Linked DNA regions of Gossypium hirsutum: all the other regions are linked to region 2. Evidence: chromatin contacts called from public Hi-C data. All regions are on one chromosome and are shown on one strand. Each heading gives the region's core, a stretch centred on a gene start, on an enhancer-like site or on the middle of the called end of the contact. The rest is flanking DNA. Distances are from core to core; before and after follow the strand shown. Region 1 holds the start of LOC107914624 (probable transmembrane GTPase FZO-like, chloroplastic). Region 2 holds the start of LOC107914677 (N-terminal acetyltransferase B complex catalytic subunit NAA20). Region 3 holds the start of LOC107914639 (RAN GTPase-activating protein 1).

Region 1 (3,706 bases), core at 967-3,466, 210 kb after region 2:
TAGTACCTTGAAGATGCGAAATAATTTCAAGATGTAAAAAATAAACCCTAAAGCCATCAACCTTATGAAAATATTCCCTAAGATCTTTCCATACAGCTGTTGCGCTAGAGGCAAAAATGATTCTGGCTGAGAACTCACTGCTAACTGTATTTAGAATCCAAGATAATACAATAGCATTACACCGCTCCCATTGATATCCCAACTCATCTGGTAACGACTCTTTAAAACAAGTACCATCCACAAAACCTAATTTGTTTTTGGCTAATAGTGCAATCTTCATTGACCGACTTTAGACATTATAATTATCAACTCTAAGCAACTGATGAGATACCAACAATGCACCTAGAGTATCCGATGGATGCAAGTAAAGAGGGTGATTAAAATCAATAACCAAATCAAAAAGATTCACTATGATTACAAACCAACCAGTATTGAAGCAGAGAAGTCTATCAATCAAGAATGATGCAAATAAGAGAAAACTGCCACAAACAAAAAAAAGCCCTAAATTACCAATTGGACCACACAAATTGGACCACACCCACCAAAAAATGTAATGGGCCAACAGAAAAACAAAAAAAAAAAGACTTAGTTTTCAACCTTCATAACTCGAAATGAAGTAACAGCGAATCAGCAAACCAAGCAGATTTTGTAACCGGACTTTGGTGACCGAAAAGTTAGCAATCACTGGAGCTCTGATACCATGTTGAAAAACTGATCATGAATGAAAAAAATACTCTGTAATATCAATAATTATAATAAGTGTCTTAAACCATAATTACAAACTTATTGACCTTTTATAGATTATTTGCTAATAGACTAACTATATTAACAATGAAGCTAACTACTCAAACTAATTATCAACTGACTTTTCAATAGTCTGTTCCTGTCTAAGTTCTCGGTAAGGTTTTTTTTTTCTCTCAAGTTAAAAACATGTAGATTAATTATTTAAAAGAACTGTTAACCTTTGACACAGTGAAAGGGTGTTAAAACTTATAATAATGAGAATGAGGTGATGAGGGAGATGGTGAAAGTAGAGACAGGATGGTGGAGACATAAAATGGGGTGGAGATGATAAGGGCACGAGGGTGGGTGTGAGGAGGGTTGTGCCTGAAAGACAGTGGAGATGAAAGAGGTCGAAGAGATGTGTAGGAGTATATCTACACCCATACGGCTGTACTGGATACTTGTTTGACATGGTGAATGGGTGGTAAGATTGACAATGAAGAGGAGGAAGTTATGAGGGAGATGATGAAAATGGACACATGGAGGTCGAGACTGGTAGTAGGTGTAAAATGGGGTGAATGTGGTGAGGGAGAGCGTAAGGGTGTTAATAGTCTTTGTTAGATATATATATATTACGCAGTATGATGTTTAATTTCGTTTTCTTGAATCCCAAACAGGTGGAAGCATCTATTCCAGGATGTAGTATGTTTGGCTTAGATAAAAAATGTTAAAATCTAGGTCTGGTCTATCTATATTAATTTTATATATATATATTTTTAAAAAATATAATATATAAAAAATACTAAAAATATTAAAATAAATATTTCCCAATAAATTTTAAAAAATATGTATACTTAAATAATACTAAGATAGGTGCAACTTAAGAAGCAAATGCCTCTAAAATAGTAACAAAATTAACAATAAAACAAGAGTTATACAATATCTAAATAGTAGCAACATAATTGTGAAATGATAGTAAAATAGTGAGAAAAAACAAGAAAACAAGAAAAAACAACAAGCAAACAATAAAAAAAATCATTTTTTCCATATTCAGGCTAGGGCCAAAAAAGCATTACTTGAGGCCTGGCTCGTTTTTAAACATACATTACTTTCTTGTCTAAACCTATTTTTTGAGCTTATATCTTTGCCTAAACTCTTCCTATTTTCGAACGGGTTGAGACCGATCTAATTCCTTTATATGAGTTTTTTTGGATTCTTTATTAGTAACTTGATTACGTGGAGTAGTAAAACATAAAAAGAATAATTTAAATTTAAAAGAAAAATCCTAGTTTGTTAATTAACTACATGTCCATCATGTAACTTTTTTTATGGCCAAATGGTTAAAGTCACATGCAAGAAAAGAAAACAAATTTAATAGAGAAAGTAAGAACAACAAACACTACAAAATTATTAAACAATTGAACTTTTGTTAACAAAATGTTTGTTCGGAAAAGCAAGTTTTGGTTTTGCGAATTGCCATGGCGGTGGGATGCAATTGAATTCAGTCAAGTGGGTCTCCCACCTATTTTTGTCTTTCAAAAGCTCTCCAATCCAATGAACTAAAAGCTGCCCATTACGGCTTCTTAGCATAGTGACCGTCAGATTTTTATTTTTAGCAAATTGGTGGTGGGTTCATCGGTATCACTCATATCTCCATAAGGATAAGACGATAACATCTCTCTTAACACTCACTGTTTCGCTCAACCGCCACCCTTTCTTCTTTTCTAATCTCTGCCTCCATAGCCAAATTACTTGCTTCACTTACCACAAGTAAGTATCCCACAAAAAAGAAGTTCCCTTTTTCTCCTTTTCGATGATCCCTCTCCTTTCCCTCCGGTTCCCCGCCTCTCCCTCCTCCGCTCTTTTCCACTTCAGCCCATCTCCTCCTTTCTCCTCTCGCTTTACTAAATCCCCTTTTCGCCGCTTTCTTCCTCCGACGAAACCCTCCCTTTCCACCAATTCTTTCAGCTCTACTTCCCAACAGCTTGGACCCCAAGGCCCTCAAAACCAGCAGCCTCCCAGAACTCTATTCCCTGGTGGCTACAAACGTCCCGAGATCAAGGTCCCTAATTTTGTTCTCCAGTTGGACCCCAACGACGTCTTGGCTGACGACAATGCGCTCGATTTCATTGACAAGGCCGTCTCCAAATGGGTTGGCCTTGTAGTGCTCAATGGTGGTGAAGGAAGTGGCGGCAGGGTTTATGAAGCTGCCCGTTCGTTAAAAGCGGTTGTTAAAGATCGCGCTTATCTTTTGATCGCGGAGCGCGTTGACATTGCCGCCGCTGTCGGTGCTAGTGGCGTGGTCCTCTCTGATCAAGGTGGGCTTTTGCCTTTTTCTTTTTTCTTCTAAAGTTTGCTTATTCAAGGTTATTGGACTATTCACGTAAAAGTGGATTTATTTCTTTTCAAAAGCTTATCAGAGTTTAAAGTAATGAAATTGTCATGCTTGTTTTTCAAAATGAAATCGACCCAATGTTAAAGTAAAGCTGTTAAAGTCTTCAGTCATATCAAATGCATTTGTACCTATATCCAACATCGTTGTATTTGTTTACGAGAAATGCTTCCTTTACAGGCCTTCCTGCCATAATCGCAAGAAACACAATGATGGATTCAAAATCAGATTCTGTCTTTCTCCCTTTGGTAGCTAGGACCGTGCAATCTTCAGATTCTGCTTTAAATGCTTCAAGTTCTGAAGGTGCTGATTTTCTTATATATGATCTGGGTCAAGAAGAGCACGCCAATACGGCAATGAAGGCTGTCTATGAAAATGTGAAGATACCGATCTTTGTTGTTAATAATAATTCACAAGCAGAGGTGCCATCATATACTGAGTTGACCAAGATTTTCAAATCAGGTGCTAGTGGTGTAGTTTTGTCATTGGAAGATTTGAGGTTGTTTACCGATGATGTTTTGAGCGAGTTTTTTAACACTGTATATACAACTAATAACAAACGTCAGGATGAGAGCATCGTTGAACTAGAAA
Region 2 (3,754 bases), core at 187-2,686:
AGAGAACCTATGCTCCCATTAGCTTGGGGAAACAGGAAGCCTTTGATCATTTGATATCACACCAGTAGATGTGGCCACTTAGTGGGGAACACTTGCTAAGAAAATATTAAAAATTACGGATCATCATGGTTTCTGTCCCCTAACCAAGCAACTGTTTGAGCGTTCAAAGGGAATAAATCTCAAAACAAGAGATGAGAAAGCGACAGACATTCAGACACCAATAACACTTTGATCACTAGAATTCCAACTCGAAGATACCATGAATATATGTGAATAGCAGTAGAGTAATAATTCAACTCATTAATTTCTTTAGCTTCGCCCATCTCTAGACCCCCAGATTAAGGGAACAGAAGTCACAGAACATCTCTCAACATTGCAGTCTTCTGAACTAGCAAATAAAAGTCCTGTACCTCTAGTTTTGATCTAACAAACAGCTAGTCTAACAATTTAATTCTTACCGATTTCATTAGTATGTCAAGTAAAATTTCAATTCCTTTAGTTAGAAAACCTATACTCCATTTAACTTGCTAACATATAAAGAAAAAGAAGGAAGCTGCAATAATTCAAATCAGCGAAAATATGTTTACCTTCTTCCTACAGAACTTGAACAATGGATTCAAGTAACGAGCGCACTGCTTAAACGTGGCTACCATGGACTTCCCTTTTGCCGTTCTCTTTTCAGCCTCACCCATATCATCCAGCTCCTGTTTCCACTCATTCAACAACCTCTTGAAAAACACCAGAATCTTATCTTCATCACACAGCTCATCGAAATTCGCCTTCATTCTTTTCAAATCCTTATCCATATCGACTCCGCTGGACCCACCATCACCACTCAACTCTCCTCCTCCTCCTCCCCCTTCTTCTTCCCTATCCTGTCCTCCTCCTTCCCCTTCTTCCCTATCCTTTCTCTTCCTATCGCTCAAAATCCCCGTCTTCTGCCGCTTCCGCAGCTCGGCAATGTCTCTCAAGAAGTCATTGGTTTGACCGTCAGTCATATCGCTGTCGACCTCGAAAAGACCTGCTTTTAAGACGTATTTTAACCTTTCGAGACGAGCTGCGTCATCTTCGCCGAAGAGCGTAATAGGTTGTTTGAGGAAGCGAAGGCGGCGGATGACTTCTTGCCTTGGAAGGTCGAGGTTGTCAATGTTTTGTTCATCGGTGAGGGATTTGGAGGAACCGGCGGTGGAAGTTGCAATTGTGGATGCCGTGCTGGAAGCGGAGGGGTTAGGTTTGGCGGAAGTATCGCTGACATTGGAGGGGGATGCAGTGGATTGGCGGTGAGATTTCGCTTCGAGTTCGCGTTTTTCTTGCTCGCGAAGCTTTTGGATTTGCTTTTGTTCTATCTCGGAGCGTTTGAATACGCGCTTTTCGCCGGTATTCTGAGCTAAACTTTGCCGTTTCTTGAGAAGCTCTTCTTTGAGAAGATCCATTTAGGATCGATTATGGTCATCTCCGAGGCTTGATCTGAGTTTCGTTGAAGATAATGACGGATCGACGGTCGGCCATTTTCTCAGGTTCTTGACTAACCGTTTCAATATTCAAATGGATTCGAGTAGGCCTAAAAGGAATTTTCAAGTCCAAACCAAAAAATGTGAATTTAAATGGCCCAACCCAAATATAATCCAAAGGACCTGCTTTATCTCTTCGGCCGATGGCATCATTGACCTTTGAAGTTTGAACCACCGTTCTGATAGCCCTGCGTTTCATTAAGCTTCCATTACCGGTAGCCGAAGAAGATTGAGATGACGACTATACGCCGATTTTGCTGCAATGATCTTCTTCGTTTCGCATCTGTCAATCTCGACCACTTAACGGAAACCGTAAGCTTTAAAACTCTTGCCTTTTAGTTTATCTTTCTTTTTTTTGAACTTGGCAAATGCTTGGACGAGTTGTAAATTGTTTCCATCAATGATAATTGTGTTATTATTACAGTTTAACATGTCATTTTACATGACATATTTAGCTCGATGGCCCGATTACTTTCATGTAGCTGAAGGCCCCGGCAATCGAATAATGGGTTACAGTAAGCTTTCTGTTCTTCGTTCTTATTTATGTAACTGGAATTTTAACACTGATACTGTGAAAAGAAAGATTTGGGTTCTATTTCTGATGTTCATTGTCTTCTGTATTTAGTTTATTACTATAAGTAATTGGAATTACATTTTATCGGTCACGTTCAAGGTTTGATTTGAATAGGGATATGCTTTTAACTGGCAATGATGTTTTGGGATTGGTGCATCTAGCTTTAATTCCTTTGAAATTGGTTGCAGTTATGGGGAAAGTTGAGGGGCAAGGTGAGTCTTGGCATGGCCATGTAACGGCAGTCACTGTAGCGCCAGAATATCGTAGGCAGCAGCTGGCTAAGAAACTGATGAACCTTTTGGAAGATATCAGTGATAAGATGTAAGTACATTTATTGTTCATTGATTTGAGTAAATTCTGTCTGCAGCTAGTCTGCAGCAAGGGCTGGTTACAAGACTAGAAATTACAGAAGTATTAAGTTTTCTAATAAAATTTTAGGACTGATTGCAAGATTAGAAATTATCAGACTACTAAATTCTTTAATATATATATTTCATCCTTTCAGAAATTTGCTCCATGTTTTATTCATTCTGTAATATGAACTGCTAAGATAGTTATAAGGTTCGTTATTAGATATTTATGATGAAACTAATACAAGTTTCTGAACACAAACATTTTTGGTTCAAATGGTGAAGGTTAAGTAACTGGCTAACAAGCTAGGTCATCTTGTAGTTCTGTGTAGGAGATTGTCCTTTGAAACTAACTTGTAATTGCTGAGTCGAAAATGATTTTGTTTTGTTTCTGGTATTATTTAAAAAAATAATTTACAGTGCACTTCGAGCTTCAAGTTGTTTTAAATTTGGTCATGCTTGATTAGTTTTATCTTGCTTTGTACTTTCATGTCAGCCAATTTTATAATGCATCTTGATCTAATGCAAAATTATATAGTATGCATGATTTTCTTTTTTGTTTAATATACTCTAGTATTTTTTTAATAGAATAATTTATTTTGGCAGAGACAAGGCATATTTTGTGGATCTGTTTGTGAGAGCTTCTAATACACCAGCTATAAAGATGTATGAGAAGGTAATAATTCTAGAACTTTCCATTTTGGACGTTATTACATCATACTTTTCCCCTTAAGATTGTACTGCCTGGCATGCAGTTTGAGATGTATGTCGGTGCTGTTGTTCAGATTTTTTCTCCTATGTTCTGCAATCACTGTTTTCCCATGTCATTGGAAGTGTGTTTGCATGTACATGCATAAGGCACTCCATGTCTTCTATGTTTGCATGAGAATTAAGCATTGCCTGTTAGAATCAGGGAAAATGGCAAGAAAATGTTTGATTTGGTGAAGTTTGTAAAATGTGGCTATCATGCCTAATTGCACATTATTCTTCACTAGTGGGTAACAGCAAGGTAAATCCAGAATTTTGTTTTCTAATCTTTGATCTCTGTATGCGTATTTGTTTCTGGTGCATGTTCCATGGGGATGAGATTGGTTTATGATGTTGCAGAGGATGAATTAATCACCTTGAGTCATGATCAAGTGAATTGGATGGAGCACCAATGATTTTCGGATAAAAGAGATGCTAATGAGATCTGTAAAATACCTTCAGTTCTATGCTTTTTAAGAAAATTAGGATTCAGAGTTTAAACTGAGAAGTACGGATGGTCATACTTGTACCAGTATTAATGCTTTCTTCTTCATGTTATGAGAGATAGAAGA
Region 3 (3,979 bases), core at 1,323-3,822, 150 kb after region 2:
ACGATACCTTGATCATATCCAAAAAAATATCATATAACTTTTAGACAGTGCTTGGTGCTTTATCGTATTATGATTTCAAGGAATGTGATTTCTGAAAATATGACTTTAAAATGTTTGTTTACATTAGAATGTATTAATTAAAATCTTAATAAACTTATATTATATCATTTGGTTCACTAAACACTCTGCTGAAAGTATAATGATAATTTTCAAAATGTATTCTTATTTATATATTTAATATTTCACAATACAATTTATTATTAAAAATATTTTAATTACAATAATATTTCACATTACCATTTAACAAGTTAATGCCCTAAAGCAAAATAAAATAGGGTTAATTTTGTCTTAATATTTTTTTACAATTTTTCTTCTACATAAAAATGTATCTTTCCCATATTTTACCATAAGAATCACATTGTTATGTTCACGAGAATATTAAATTCTAAGTAATTAAATTATAATATAACAAATATTGGAATCACTTTTCAATTAATTAAGTTTCTAGGAAAGTGATCACTTTTTATTATACTAAACGCTGCCTTAATGTAAAATGCATTTCCCTTTGTAGGCTTAGTGTGAAACATACTTACCCTATGGTTTCAAGAATATTTAACGCTCAGTTTGGCTCTCGAACTATATTCGTTGTCTCAATTTAACATCTAATTTTATTGTCCCACATTTATGTTAGACAACCATTTCGTTACCTGGCACAATCCAATTTTTTGTAACCACGTTAGAAAACTAATTAATATATGACATCAATAGAATGTGGCATGTGGCACATTTATCTGTTTAGAACTTGACTTATGATGCTCATGTTTAATGGAATTGAAATATATATAAATTTCAATAAATAAAAAAAATCAGAACAATAAAATATTTAAATATATAATATCCATTTACATAAAAAATATTACAAAATAAAAAAATATAATTATGATTGATAATATTTTCTTTTTAAATTTACCTTAAATGAAACCTCAACTTAATGGTAAGGTTAAGGCCAAACGAACTTTAACTCTATATAAACTATTTATTCTAATTTATGTTCCATTAATGCGGACTTTATGTAGATTTATTCTAGGTATAAGATTGATCGTATTTTATAATGATTAATTTTAATTATGATTATTTAGATGAATTCTCTATAATTGTAATTGTAATTATAAGTGTAACTCGAAAAAAACTTATATATTAATTGCAAAATGTATTAAGTCTAATATTAGAATGTAATACAGTTTATAATAATTAAAATATTTTTATAACTAATTAAAATTTTATTATTTATAATTGAAATATATTAAGTATAAAAAAATAGAAAATATAAATATTTTTCATAAAAAATAAATCCTTTTTATCAAGTCCATGAGTTTGAATATTTTAAATTAATACTCTTATAATTTTTACACAACAAGGTTAAAATAGATCTTGGCAGCCTAAAGGCTAAAAGCAAGTAAACAACTATGTTGGGTGGTTACTCTGTCTTGTCAGGTCAATGTTAGTTAGGTGCTGCTAATGACAAGATAGTAACAGAAACTGTATTTAAAAAAAATTATCCATCTAATACAATATAAAAAATAGTTAATATTTGATAAAAATAATTTATAATATTTTTCATAAAAACTTAAAATATAATATAAAAATAATGCTAAGATGGTATAGATATATGAATATTATGAATTTTTTTGAATAATTTTATTATAGGTTTGAATCCTATTTTTTTTTATAAAATGTCTAGAATTATCTATAACCCTTCCTTAAATCATAAATAAGAGGATAATGCGCTTTAGTTTACTCAAACTCATGTCATCCTGTATTGATTTTATTGCCCATATCAATCGAGCTTTAACTCAATTGATAATATTATAAAAATTTTAAACATAAAAATATCAAAATTTATTAATTCTCCAGTTAATTCATTTGGGTACTGTTTTCCTTGTATTTAAATAAACTTTATAAAGCTTAGGTGCCATCAGTAATTGATGATCATTACTCTACTACTCTATCTTGGGTCCAAAAATTAGGTAATGCCAAAATTTTGTTTGTTGTGCCTTTTTTTTAACATTTATTTATGTTATAATGTGAACTCTAATAAATAGAAAAATATAGAGAAATTAATATTTTATTGGAATTATTATTTTATTTTATTTAAATACCATCCTAATTTAAATTATAATTATTTTGATTTGTATGAATCTTATTAATCACTTATTTAATACGAGTTCAAACGATAACCTTGATTCACTACTTGATATTGTATAAAAAAGATACATAGCTAATTCAACAAAACATTTTTTTGTTGTTGATTTCAATGATGCATATAAAAAGTTTGACACGTATATTTACTCACAAATCGATTTACCATTTAGATCCATTCATTTAATTAGAAAATAAAAATTTCTTTCTAAATTTATAAATTAATTAAAAGTAAATTTTTTTATTTGCAAAAGAGGGCCTAGAAGTCAATTTTAAATTCATGGCTAACCCAATTTCTTGGTAAACATAGACCCAATGGTTTTGAATTAGATTGAAGCCCAAATATAATAATGGAACTGAACTGTTAAAAACAGAAGAAAGTAGGGGCTAACTAGTAAATTGACATTAAAATGGAAGCGGAAAACCTACGCATCTCTTTTTGAAGTAAAAAAGCCGTCATTTAATTTCCCTCCAATTCGCTCGAAGGGCACGCATTCATTTTTGGGTTTTTCTTTATCCCCCCCATTTCCATCATTACTCTCGCTTGCACCACTCTTCACCATTTAAAAAGGCTTCTCCCTCTTTCCTTCTTTTCTAAAATCCCAATCCTCAAAACCATGATACTCTGAAAGAAAGCGGAGATAAAGGTGTTTAATTTAATTAACCCATCCTTCTTTTTTTCTCTTCCTAGTCTAGGGTTTCGTTTTTCCTTCCTTCTTTCTTTCTCGAGAAAAACAAACACTCTAGGGTTTCTTTCATTTCTTACCTGCTTCTTGTTTATACTACTTGTTTAGTTGGTTTTATATAGTCGCGAGCAAGAAATTTAAGTGGATAAACTATTGGGTTTTTTTTTCAGGTTCTCGTTGAATCGGGTGGTGCAAGGTTAACAAAGTTATCGATTTTTTGTCCTTTTTGCTAACCAGTTAGTATTAGGCGTAAGAAATTGAACTCTTATTTAAATGTATTTATTTATTTTCACTTACATATTATGCATTCAGTAATTTTGTGAGTTCACACTTTTAGGGTTTTGATTTTCGGGTGGTGCAAGATTAACAAGGTTTCTCATTGTTTGTTTGTTAAGTTGACGTGGACTCTTAAAGCCCAACGTTTGATTGGATAAATTAACTGCAAGTTTATCTTTTTTCACATGATGTTTTATGTCATCTCTATATGATTTCTTGACAACATAATGATTGGTAATGAAGGATTAATACTAAATCAATGTGAAATAGGCTTGAGATGACTCTTCTTTTCGGAGAAGAGAGATGGCTTTTGATTACGTGTGCAATATATTTTGCTCAATAACTTTAGAATTAGGGGAGAAGGGCATATGTGCACAAGAACCTAAACTCTCTATTCTTGATTGGGTGATCTGTTTGCAAATGCGGAAGTTTTAACTTGTTTGTAAGATGTTGCTACATATGATGTTCATGGACCAAAGATACAATGAATCTAGATCTACTCTTATCGGTTAGTTTCAATTTTGTATGCCCCCTCCCCCAAGGAATGTAACTTTATCTACAATCCTCCATAATTATCATTGCCTTTACTGTTTCACTTTTGCTCATTCCATCAAAACTCTGGTTTGTAGAATCTAGGATTTGCTACTCAGCTATCATTGATAATGCTTACATTTTTCTGATCCTTTGATGGCCGCATGCTATCACCGTCAGTATTGCTAATGTCATTTTGGTAATTGGTTCTGCTGTAAGAATAACATGTAATTGAAGTCATTCTGGTTCAGTTAGAATAAAATAAGACTGCTTTTGGTTATTTCTTA

The links. Hi-C and Micro-C count contacts between places; a contact is called where the count stands out from the background.
Region 1: a Hi-C map of leaf shows a contact between it and region 2, with 1.9 times the contacts expected there. The contact joins the promoter of LOC107914624 here to the promoter of LOC107914677 in region 2. A contact is called at or near these places in 3 of 34 Hi-C or Micro-C datasets (all in leaf).
Region 3: a Hi-C map of leaf shows a contact between it and region 2, with 2.5 times the contacts expected there. The contact joins the promoter of LOC107914639 here to the promoter of LOC107914677 in region 2. A contact is called at or near these places in 11 of 34 Hi-C or Micro-C datasets (hypocotyl, leaf, petal and 1 more).

What each region holds. Positions count from the first base shown.
Region 1 is chrD08:10,205,916-10,209,621 of Gossypium_hirsutum_v2.1, forward strand. LOC107914624 (probable transmembrane GTPase FZO-like, chloroplastic) reads left to right here and starts at 2,217. Exons shown (of 12, transcript XM_016843582.2): 1 at 2,217-3,041; 2 at 3,296-3,706. The coding sequence starts at 2,537.
Region 2 is chrD08:9,999,574-10,003,327 of Gossypium_hirsutum_v2.1, forward strand. LOC107914677 (N-terminal acetyltransferase B complex catalytic subunit NAA20) reads left to right here and starts at 1,437. Exons shown (of 6, transcript XM_016843675.2): 1 at 1,437-1,823; 2 at 1,936-2,026; 3 at 2,274-2,406; 4 at 3,042-3,111. The coding sequence starts at 1,746. It overlaps LOC107914671 (pre-mRNA-splicing factor 18), which reads right to left and starts at 1,433. Exons shown (of 3, transcript XR_005917495.1): 1 at 588-1,433.
Region 3 is chrD08:10,152,652-10,156,630 of Gossypium_hirsutum_v2.1, forward strand. It overlaps LOC107914639 (RAN GTPase-activating protein 1), which reads left to right and starts at 2,573. Exons shown (of 3, transcript XM_016843608.2): 1 at 2,573-2,846; 2 at 3,056-3,134.